Linked DNA regions of Danio rerio: region 2 is linked to region 1. Evidence: chromatin contacts called from public Micro-C data. All regions are on one chromosome and are shown on one strand. Each heading gives the region's core, a stretch centred on a gene start, on an enhancer-like site or on the middle of the called end of the contact. The rest is flanking DNA. Distances are from core to core; before and after follow the strand shown.

Evidence for each region. A called contact is a pair of places that touch in the nucleus more often than the background predicts.
Region 2: a contact with region 1 is called in a Micro-C map of caudal fin, with 6 times the contacts expected there. The contact joins the promoter of tbcelb here to the enhancer-like site in region 1. A contact is called at or near these places in 3 of 18 Hi-C or Micro-C datasets (caudal fin and embryo).

What each region holds. Positions count from the first base shown.
Region 1 is chr5:69,127,978-69,134,563 of GRCz12tu, reverse strand. All of the region lies in intron 24 of cntrl (centriolin), which reads left to right. tecta (tectorin alpha) reads left to right here. Exons shown (of 26, transcript XR_012406452.1): 18 at 2,104-2,384; 19 at 3,439-3,543; 20 at 3,901-4,103; 21 at 6,522-6,586. Among named protein-coding and RNA genes, the nearest start is that of usp2b, 25 kb to the right of the region's middle. Within about 2 kb of position 2,368, at least 8 of the 62 cell types and tissues checked have an H3K27ac peak or open chromatin away from gene starts, as enhancers often do. A contact at or near this core is called in caudal fin, where this site is marked.
Region 2 is chr5:69,217,358-69,223,410 of GRCz12tu, reverse strand. tbcelb (tubulin folding cofactor E-like b) reads left to right here and starts at 2,993. Exons shown (of 10, transcript XM_073951571.1): 1 at 2,993-3,105. All of the region lies in intron 24 of cntrl (centriolin), which reads left to right. It overlaps ttf1.6 (transcription termination factor 1, tandem duplicate 6), which reads right to left and starts at 423. Exons shown (of 9, transcript XR_012406457.1): 1 at 1-423.

The DNA.
Region 1 (6,586 bases), core at 1,119-3,618:
CAATATGCTGTTGTTCTATTTAAATTTTTATTCCAAAATGGCTGCTGCACCGTCTAACAGCCATTTCCCGAATCGCACACTAGAGTGTCGCCTCTTGGTGTTTCTCAGCACTTTGCTTTTACTGGTTTTCAACATACTTTCAACATACATACAAAAAACATACATACAAAAGAAAATACTGAAGAAAAGAAAAAGCTTTGAAACCACTTAATAGAGTAAATGATGTGTAAATCTTTATTTTTTGAGTGAGAAATCCCTTTAATTGTTAATTTTAGAGATTTGTATGTTAGTAAATGACTAAATTTGTAAATTCTAAGTTAGTAAATTCTGAATTAAAATGCTGGCTATACCTTTACTTGAGTGCAGTAAATATGGCAAGCGGACAATCAAATGTGCATGCTTAACATGGTAAAAAATGTATGTATGTTGTTACACAGCATTGTTTCAGGGTGGTATGCAGCTATGGGAAATTAAAAAAAAAACATTTAAAAATGACAGGGTTTTTGTTTTGTTTTTTTATTTATGAGTTATAGTTACTGTGTGTGTTTGAGTAAAAAGTTATTTGTGTTCTGTTTCTGTAAACTACTGCTGACATTTCCTCCAAATTTAAAATCAAAAATTTTTAATTTAGAGCTTTTTTCACCCATAAAATACCAAAAAATAACTTTTTTATCAATGATTTTTTGGTTTTCATGATATATTACTATTATCTAATTAAGTGTTTAAAGGTACACTATATAGTAAATGAAACATACCAAAGAAAGTGAGTGAGTGAGTAAAAGAAAATATGATGATTTAACAAATAAGGTTTAATTTACCCATTATCACTTTAAAATAACAGATAATGTACACAACTCTCTTTATTTAGGCTAAAACGTTGCTTTATATATTTATAATTGTGCACTATTTATTATAGCTGTCTTTTATTTTTACAGTTGTTTTGATTTCCAAAATGATTCCTCTCTGCAGTTAACTAGTTTATAATTATAATAAAGGCTGTTAACAAGTTTATTCGAGCGATGCGATGGCTCAGTGTTAAGTGCTGTCGCCTCACAGCAAGAAATTCACTGGTTTGAGCCTCGGCTGCATCAGTTAGCATTTCGTTATTGAGTTTACATGTTCTACCCGTGTTTGTATGGGTTTCCTCCAGGTGCTCCCGTTTCCCCCACAGCCCAAATACATGTGGTATAGGTGAATTGGTTAAGTTAAATTGGCCACATTGTATTTGTGTGAATGAGTGTGTTTGGATCTTTCCCAGTACTGGGCTGCAGCTGGAAAGGTACCCGCGGTGTAAAACATTTGCTGGATACATTGGTGGTTCATTCCACTGTGGCAACCCCTGATGAATAAAGGGACTAAGCTGAAGGAAGATGAATGAACAAGTTTATAATAATTTAAGTAGGAATAATGTTTTGTTTTATTATTTCATCTTCATTTACAGGCTATTAAGGCCTAATTTCTGTAAATTGCTTTGAATTCTTTTGTCTTGTGGCGGTGGTACACAGCAAAAAAAGGATATCTTACTTAGATTTTTTGTCTTTTTTCTAGTCCAGATATCTAAAAAAATCTTAAATCAAGAAGCATTTTCTAGAAAAGTGAAATAAATATGATTATTTTTTTAAATAATATGGCAAAATTAAGTGAGTTTTCCTTCCAACAAACATAATAATCTGCCGATAGGGTAAGCAAAATAATATTGTGTCAAAATAAAAGTTGTTTCAAAATTAAAGATTATTTTTGCTTGTTTTAATTTGAAGGAAAAACTCACTTAATTTTGCACATTTCCTAAAACAACACAATATTTTTGCTTGTCTACAAAATGCTTCTTGAATTAAGAGTTTTTAGATATTTGTACTAGAAATCAGCATTTCTTTTTTTTCTTTTTTTTTTTGCAGTGTAGTGGTCCTAACAGCACCTGTAGAAACTATTAATTTTCAAATACTCAGGTACAACTTAAAGCTGTACATGTTTACTTTCACTCATTATATTTTTGGCCAGACACTTGTACTTTTAACTTACTAAAATGTTCACTCAGTGTCAGTACTTTCAGTTATGTAGGCTACGTTTTACACTCATTTTATATCCTCCTTTTCTTCTATGTAGCTGTGATGAGACCCAGTATGTTGCCCTGGCTCAATCCTGTGATAATACAGCAGTATCAGAGCTCCAGGGGGAGGACAACTGCCTGAAGCTTACCGATTTGAAAGGTTTCTTCCAGCCCTGCCACGGTCTGCTGGACCCTCATCCTTTTTACCAGTCATGCTACATGGACGGCTGCTACAACCACCGCAAGGCCCAGGTGTGCGGCTCTATGGCGGCCTACGCTGAGGCCTGCCGCTCTTTCGGCACTCTCACCACCAAGTGGATCACCCAGGAGAACTGCTGTAAGGGGACGCTGCCACCTACAGGACAACAGGGAGGGGTGTAGACTGTGAATGGCAGCAGGGCTCAACAATTTAATTTAATTTAATTTAATTTAATTTAATTTAATTTAATTTAATTTAATTTAATTTAATTTAATTTAATTTAATTTAATTTATTGTAATTTAATTTAATTTAATTTAATAAATATTTATTTATTATATTTGTTTATAATATATATATATATATATATATATATATATATATATATATATATATATATATATATATATATATATATATATATATATATATATATATATATATATATTTAAATGGGTTCTCAGCTTCTTGAAAGTACCCTGAAAAAAATAATTATTGGATTTACAATTTTCTTTTGAAGGTAAAGGGTTGCAAACAATTTATTTGGGCTGAATTTAAACAAAGTTGAACGTTACTAAATTTAATTTAATATATACATTGCTTACAACAGTTTTGCAATATTCTTTGCTTTTAAGTGTACTTGAATTTCAGACATATGAATTCAAGGTCTGGAAAGTACTTAAAAACAACCACAGGTTCTTGAAAGTGCTTAAATTTATGTTTTTGTTCTAAAAACTGTATAAACAGATCACAAATTTTATGGTGCTCCTTTAATTAGCGCCATATACTGTCAGTGATTCTTCCCAGTGCAATGTAATGTGTCAAATCTTTCAGCCAGTGGTCACTGATAAACTAACAAATACTGTAGTGGTGTTGTAGTACAATCTATGATTTTGTATAGTCGTTTAAACTACAGTATTCGGCCATTTGTTTGTATTACTATAGTTGTTGTGTTACCATATTAACTATGGAATTACCGCAACATATACTTTAAGTACTTTACTATAGTATGGATCAAAAACATTACAGTATTTACAAGAGTACGATTACGACTGCCCATTCTTACAGTTTTGACAAAAAGTAAATATTTAATATGAAAAAGTACAAATGAAGGGATGGATATATGGAAACTTTGTGTGTGTTTGCATGTGTGTTTCTGTGTGCTAACTTTGTAACTGGACCTGTCTTTAGCAGAATGGATCTATGACCCCTGTGCAGGAGAGATCTGCTCTAACAACACATGTGAGCAGGAGAACGGAGAACTTTGTGGCTGCCCTGAACTTCCCAACAATGACATTAGTGAGTAAAACAAATCACTGAGCAATAGTCACTGCACGATAATCAAATCCCAGCCAGGTCCGTCATGTTTTTGGGTCCCCTTGAAACATTTCCATCATGTTCCATGTGGTTTGAATGTGTTGTGAGAAACTGCAGTGTGTTTTCTTAATTTGTTTGCGTTGTGAGGATTTGCATAGTATGCTGTCAAATTGATGAATATGTTTTCTTAATGTTTCTATAGAGTGTATTCAATGTTCAGTCATCAGTCGGCCATATTGGAGAGAAAGAACGTAACCAATGCCACTGAACAAAATTTAACGCACATAGGAAACCCTTGAAAGTCAGTTATATCCAGGACATGTTGTTCTTGTGGTGTAGGTGAAGATGACATCATCCAGGCTGAAGTGACCTGTAAGCACGCTCAGATGGAGGTCTCCATCTCTAAGTGCCGTCTCTTCCAGCTGGGCTTTGAGAGGGAGGATGTACGAATCAACGACCAGCACTGCCCTGGTATTGAGGGAGAGGACTTCATCTCCTTCCACATCAACAATACCAAGGGACACTGTGGCTCTATTGTACAGGTGAACAAATCTTTCCCCCCCTATCTCTCATTAACAACACTGTTCAAGAGCAGAATGTCTCAGTTCAGACTGTCTCAGCATCTTGAGAGACAACGGAAAGTGCTCTTCAGTTCACACACATTTCCAAATGTGTGAACAAACAAGGACATATGGACTTAATCAAATCTCTTTTTGATTAAGGATTTTTAATTTAATTCGTAACACATCTTACAAATGTCCTTGTTTGTCCTTGTTTGTTCACACAAATATGTTTAGAGCAGCATACTAGTGTACAAATGTGTTTGTTAATGGTAAATGAATGTGTATTTGTTTCATTAGGGTCATTATACTGTACATGGAGACAGATCAGTCTCAATAATTATACATTTACAAAATATAACTCATACATCCACAACACAATTCATGTTTACACAATCCAAGTTGCAAAATCAAAACATGATTCAAAAATACACAAATCTAATTTGTAAATTCAAAACACAATTTGTAAATACATAAATTCAATTCATAAAATCATATCACGATTTGTAAATACATAAATTCAATTCCTAAATTCAAAACACGATTTGTAAAAACAAATTCAATTCGCAAACTCAAAACACAATTCGTAAATACACATATTCAATTTGTAAATTCAAAACGAGATTTGTAAATACATATATCCAAGTCATAAATTCATATCACGATTAGTGAATACAAAAATCCAATTCGTAACTCTAAAAATAATTGAAAAATACACAAATCCAATTCGCAAGTTCAAAACATGATTCGTAAATACATAAATTCAATTCATAAATTCAAAACACGATTTGTAAATACATAAATTTAATTCATAAATTTATATCAAGATTAGTAAATACACAAATCCAATTCGTAACTCTAAAAATAATTTGTAAATACATAAATTTAATTTGTAAATTTAAAACACAATTCGTAAATACACAAATCCAATTTGTAAATTCAAAACATGATTCGTAAACACATAAATTCAATTCATAAGTTCAAAACACTATTTGTAAATGCATAAATTCAGTTTATAAATTTAAAACACAACTTGTAAATACATATATCCAAGTCATAAATTCATATCACGATTAGTGAATACAAATATCCAATTCGTAACTCTAAAAATAATTAAAAAATACACAAATCCAATTCGCAAGTTCAAAACATGATTCGTAAATACATAAATTCAATTCATAAATTCAAAACACGATTTGTAAATACATAAATTTAATTTGGTAATTTAAAACACAATTCGTAAATACACAAATCCAATTTGTAAATTCAAAACACTATTCGTAAATGCATAAATTCAGTTCATAAATTCAAAACACGATTCATAAATACATAAATTCATTTCATAAATTCAAAACACAATTCGTAAATACACAAATCCAATTTGTAAATTCAAAACAACATAGTATAGGCTGTGAATCACAGTCAACTGCTTTACTAAAATGTTCATTTACATAATAAACACACTCATTAAATAATAGTTGTTTCACATTGTAGATAATGCAAATTTTACCTTACCTAAGTCAGCAGTAATAGTCTTTTGAAGTTAAATACTATACAGTATACACCTAGTGCTCAGCAGAAATGAATAGACCTTATTTTGAAAATGAATACTTTTATCCATTTCTCAATGAATATAGGTAGTTTATTTTGGTGCATTTAAACAAAACAGATTTATTAAACAGTTATATTGACTAAAATAACATTTTAGTCACCGAACATGTTTAGAAATAGAAAGATAATTGATTTAAATATTGCAAAAAACAATTTACTAACTACATTTTTGTGTACATTTTTGTCTCTCTTGATTTTTTTTCTTTGTTTAGTTAATATTTTCCCATAATATATGGACCATTATCAAAGCAGCGTGCTAATTAAAAGAGGGGATGGGGATCAGACCTTTAATAGTAAAAAACTGTTTTGTCTAATCCGTATCTTAAATAATAATATTATTAATTAAAATAATGCATAAAATAATTATACATTTGGCCACCCCTATATTGGTTCATACCATTGTGAATGCATAGTCATGCCAATCAGTCTATGCAGGAAAATATACATAGTATATAGACATCGTAAGCGTTCACAAATAGCAAATCAAAGGTTACTGTATGTCAGAATACACTAAATTTCCCTGAAATCATGGACAACTTAAATACGTTTAAATAAACTAGATGTCATTTAAAAAAATAAATAAATAAATAAAATTTGATCTACAAAGCATGTATTACAAAGGGCTCAAAAAAGACTCATGTTCTTCTCATTGCCATCATGCTTTTCATAGTCTACATTTTCATTGTATATGCAGTTTGATCGGTTGAATTAGTTTTTGTTTCCTGCTGAAATGTTATTAAATGCAGTTACTTTATGTGTGTGCTTGTGTGTGTGCATTTGTGAGTCTAGTCAAATGGAACACACATTATGTACAAGAACACGGTGTGGATCGAGAGTTTGAACAACACTGGGAG
Region 2 (6,053 bases), core at 1,744-4,243, 88 kb before region 1:
AAGGCGTTTCTCAGCCTGTTCCTGTGGACTTTCAGTGAGTTCATGCTGCTCCGTAGGTTTACTTCTCTTTTTCTTTACCTTTTCCCCATCAACGCGGGCATTACTCGAAAGTGACGGCATTTCATCCATAGTAAGTTAATAATCTTTAAAAAGTTTAAATCATGACGAAACAAACATAAAATCCAGTTTCTCCTAAACGAAGACTGTAAGAACTTCTGGCGACTCCTTGCACGTGTGTCGCTAATTTCACGTCATGAGCACAAACAACACACCAAACACATCACCACAGGAACGACGCTACGAATATATGTTAAGCTTTACTCTTATGCTATACGTTATATTATCTTTAGATAGTTCTACACCTGAAACATTTAGCGGAATGTTTACTAACCGCACTTTTCCTCCTGTACTTCTTCACGGATTAGTCTGCGATCTTCTCAGCGACATAACTATACTGCCACCTGTCGGTCAGAAAAGTCATTACATAAATAAGACAATAAGTAAGTAAATGTATGCAATTCCAAATCCAGATTCAGAAAGGGCAGGTATGTTTACACGAGGTATTTGCTTTTGAGACTGAAGCTTCAACAGTGCAACAGAATGATGGTGACAATTGTAATGGAAATTAATTTTTATTTAAACATGTGTAGTGGAAACTTACAGCAGAAACAGCGAAGCACTTCATGCACGTACAGAATGGGCCTTATTAGGATTTGACCTTGCAAGCAGTACAAACCAGATAAAAGGGTGAACACACTTGACTTCAGTGTCCCACTCTGCAAAAACTGTTGTTGCTGTATGACTGTGACCTTCTTTGCAAAGAATAAAACTTTGAAAAGACATCCCGGGTAAGACTTTGTTTCTTGACCACAGAGAGCGCCTCTTTAAAGAAAACTGCCACTACACAATACACACATACTAAAGGAAAAATAGGCTGAAAATAAGCTATACAAACTAACAAATGGGGTGACACGGTGGCTAAGTGGTTAGCACTGTTGCCTCACAGCAAGAAGGTCGCTGGTTCGAGCCTCAGCTGGGTCAGTTGGCATTTCTGTGTGGAGTTTTCATGTTCTCCCTGTGGGTTTCCTCCGGGTGCTCTGGTTTCCCCCACAGTGCAAAGACATAAGCTATAGGTGGAGTGGGTAAGCTGAATTGTCCGTAGTGTATGAGTGTGAATGGGTGTTTTCCAGTAATGGGCTGCAGCTGGAAGGGCATACGCAGTGTACAACATTAGCTGGATAAGTTGGTGGTTCATGCTGCTGTGGTGGCCCCTGATTAATAAAGGGACTAAGCTGAAGGAATGAATGAACAAACAAACCAAAATCCTCTAATAACATATATAAATGTCTTGCTTTTTGACTTTTCATCTCTCTTAATGTCTTCAAATATGTGACAAATTCTTCTTTAAACACCACTAGTATGGGGTAATTTGAAAAATTTTCATTTATGAATAAAACATTTTAATGATAGCCTATCCACAAATTATTTAGGGCAGCACTGTTGCACAGTGGGGAGTACAATTGCCTCACAGCAAGAAAGTCGCTGATTCGAGCCTTGGCTGGGTCAGTTGGCATTTCTGTGTGGAGTTTGTATGTTCTCCCCGTGTTCGAGTGGGTTTTCTCCGGGTGCTCCGGTTTCCCCCACAGTTCAAAAACATGCGGTATACAGTGGGTGAAATGTCCATAGTGTATGTGTGTGAATGAGTGTATATGGATGTTTTCCAGTGATGGGTTGCAACTGGAAGGGCATCCGCTGCGTAAACCATATGCTGGATAAGTTGGCGGTTCATTCCGCTGTGGCAACCTCAGATTAATAAATGAATTAAGCTGAAAAGACAATTCATTATTTAATATATAAGACATTTTTTTATCCTTAAACACTTTTAGATACTTTATGCTTAAACCCAACTTAGTCATTTCCCACAAGAAGATAAGTGTTACAGATATTTTATGTTGAAACTAATACTTTGTTTCAATATCTAAATGACAAAACTGGCATATATTTGTGTCTTCAGCATAAAATTTTTATCCGAAGAAATTGTTTTTACATGATAAATAAGATTCATAATTATAAAGTGCACATCTTTACATTTTTTATTTCATTTTTAATCTTATAACATTTTAACAGTACAAAAAATATACATGCCAGGGGTTAAGCAAGCATAAATCAAATACAAATATACAAAATGTTGATATGTAATAATCAAATAAATACATTGTAGAGTTCGCAAAGTTTTAAAGTGCGTAGGGCTTTCTTATTTAGAGAGTCTTTGACACTACTAATATATAAGCATAATTCAGTCATCAACACCTTAAAATTCGGTTTCTTATTGGTAAATTTACTTTTATGAATGTAAAATTTTGTTAGCAAAATAATTAAATTAATTAAAAAAAACTATTTTCCTCTTGATTAGGGTACATAGACAAGGCAAAAAGTACATTTTCCCACAACAATGACAGAGGTTTTGAACACTGTAATTTGTTATTAATACATTTTTGCACCTCACTCCATAAGTTGACTGAGTATGCACAATGCCAAAATAAGTGTAAAGCAGTCTCCTCATATTCATTACAAAAATACAATTTACATCAATCCCACTATTACATTTTTGTAAATAATGTTTTGCTGGATAAAAGCTGTGGAGAAGTTTACAGGATATTTCTTTAATTTTATTTCTAACATGATATTTCTGTGGTAACAGCCACAGTTTTTGTTCCAGCAAATCAGTTGATCCTTTAATAAAGACATCCAAAAAGATTCAATATAAGGTACAGTAATAAGTTCTCTTTGGAAAAGGGTACGGATAGCCTTATTACGCTTGATATATATAGTAAAACAGGTTTTGCCAACATATGATTAGTGATATCAAAAGACGATGCATCAAAATAATGGACTTGATGAAAACATTCAGGATTAATGTCCAAAAACATATCTATGTATTTCCTGTTGCACTGCTGCCACCCTCTGTCCTGGAGCGGCAAGCTGCAAAAACAACAAGCCCGTCTCGCCAATAGGAAGTAACTACAGTAGAGCTTCGTGTTCAAAACACTGTCAACGGATCAACAACAAAAACAAGCAGAGCGATTTGCTGAACCTTTGTCATCGGTAAGCGCATCAAACAACTCACGCAAAATGTAGCACATGTATTTCGCCTTTTATTTTTAGTGTCTGTAAGATGACGAGATGTACGATGCGTTATTACATTATCGTTAGGTCTTTGTACTGTATACTTTTTGTATAAAAAATACCGTAAATATAGACATTCTCTGATCATTCCGCGTCAATAAAAACTTGCATGTGCATGTCACGTTTATAAACGCTTCATCGAAAAGGTTAAGCTTCGTTTCGTTGCAGAATAATGTTGTTTTTTGAGGAATAAATAAATAAATATAATCAACGCGCTTATTGGCTCGCTGCTGCACTGTGCATTTCTATGGGTTACTGTACAATAAGCCTGTGTGACTATATTTAGCTTATCGTGAGGTCATTCTGTTCGTTTAAAATGGCACATATTGTATATTTTGTTATTGTTTAAAAGCACAAAAACTCCTGTCGCTTCTAAAACAAAAGCGGTTTAAGTGTGTAAACACTAGTGGCTTCGTGAAGTTTCTGTTGCCGAGTTGCAGAATCCGGTAGAACAGAGCCAATCCAAAACACACGCGTTGTTATGGCAGCCGTGCATTTGAAATTCAACAACTTGTCAGTGCGCAGCTGTTGACTTGACGTACGTGTGTGTGTGTGTGTGTGTGTGTGTGTGTGTGTGTGTGTGTGTGTGTGTGTGTGTGTGTGTGTGTTCGTGTGTGAATGAACGACTGACTCCTGACCCGAGGCTTTATTTTAGGACGAGTTGAATCAAGTTAACAGTTTTCCTGACCAGAACTGCAAATATACCGTTTTTTTTTTATCTTAAACCCCTCTCGCGAGAAACAAGTGTTTCGATGATGTTTAAAAAGTTAAACAAAGCTTTTGAAACTAGGTTGAATTAATATGATCTAGGCATGTGCTGGTATCTGACATATAATATTCTTAGATAAAAATACACTGATTTCTTAACACCACATAAAAAACACATTTAAAAAGCCTTACACATACTTTAGGAACGGTATAATAGAAACATTTTGCTGTTTTAAAACCTTGACTTTTCCAAACCGTGGTAAACCTTGAAACCGATTATCGTCCCATGCCTAATATAAACAGTTCAGTTGATTCACAATTTACAACCTGTAAATGTTGATCTATTATCTGTTTCCTTGACAATAAATTTTTGGCTTTATTTTTTGAAGTCAAGTGATGCTTTTGTTTCATTTTGTTTTAGTCTGTTTGTTGTTAATATTTAAATGCACTGATGAGCGATAAATAAAAAAGCATGTCTCTGTAAAATGAAAGTCATCTGGTGATAACACTCACAAAAAAGTAAAACAAGAAATGATATAATAGAGAAGACCAATATCGATCCTAACTATTGCAGGTATGTTTTTATTAAAGAGATCCCGGACAAGCCCCTATTTAAATGTTAGGACTTTAAAATTTAGCTCTAGGGGCTAAAGAGGTAACACATATATAGGGCCTTAAAACCTTTAAAATATATTTATGATGTAATAATTAATTTATGTATGAATATACAGTATATGTTTTAAACATACATGTTTATAAAAATTATCAATAGCTTATAAAATAAAACAAACTAACATTTTGCTCAGGAACAATTATGGCAAATCCATAGAACCAATAATAACTTTATTTTGTTCAATACCTATATATATATATATATATATATATATATATATATATACACACACACACACACACATATTTGTAAAAAAAAAAAAAAAAAAAAAAATATATATATATATATATATATATATATATATATATATATATATATATTTATATATAATTTTTTTTGTAAGTCGACATAACCGCAGAAAAATATGACATGAAGAAAAGCTTGTAACTTCAGTGTTGTTGCAAAAGATTATTTTCCAGTGAAAAACAGTTGTAATAATAAAGAGTATCACTTCATCAATCATCTTTTTAACAGAGTCATCTGACTTAATATTTTCTGCATTTTAACACATTTAGTGAAATGTTGTTCTGATATTTAAAAAAAAAAGTCAAGACCAGACTTGTTCATTATTTTTATTTTATGTAAAAAGTGTTTATTTTTTAACTAAGTAAATTTAATTAAGGCACTTATTTATAAAAAAAACGTTTATTTGTTAAAATTAGTATACATGAGATAAAATTAACTAGTATTCAGCTCTATTTTAAAAAATTCAGTTGCATTTTTAACTAACTTAAGATTATAAATTCTTTAACAAATAGATTAGTCACTGTTAGTTAGCATACTAATGGGACCTTGTAGTAAATATTAGCACATTAACACTCAAACACTCAAATGAATTACAGACTGGTTGTGGATATCACTTATCAGATTTTCAAAGTTATTTGGAATCTAACTGTCTGTAATGTTGGCAGTTCATTCCGCTGTGGCGCCCCCTGATAAATAAGGGACTACGCCGAATCAAAAAATAAATGTCTGTAATGTATAGCCATTCACCCACTGAGGGCATTTTCTGTTTACATACTCTCTCTCTCTCTCTCTCTCTCAAATGAAAACTATCTGGTCTGAACAGACAAGGTTTTGGATCAAGATGAATCTTGCTTTGAAGTGAAGATTGTGAGATGTACTTTGAGTGGACTTCACAGAGGGTTGTGACAGATCAGCCTGTGCCCGTTTCACTGTGAGGATTAAATTTTAGATCCTCCTCTGCTCACGGAAAGATACAGACAGAGTAACTCAGCAGGCCAATCTTTTAGCAATAAAGATCTGTTTACTGCTACAGATTCATCTGTCATGACAAAAGCAGCTGAAGGCACAATTATTAGCCCTCCTGTCTAACTTTAAAACAGATTTCTATAGTGTTTAACAGGGAGAAGATGTATTTCAACATATTTTTAAACATAATAGTTTTAATAACAAGTTTCTAATAACTAGTGATGGTGGCTTGAGAAAGGCAATACTGATATACTACTTCTTTTTCTTCTTCTTC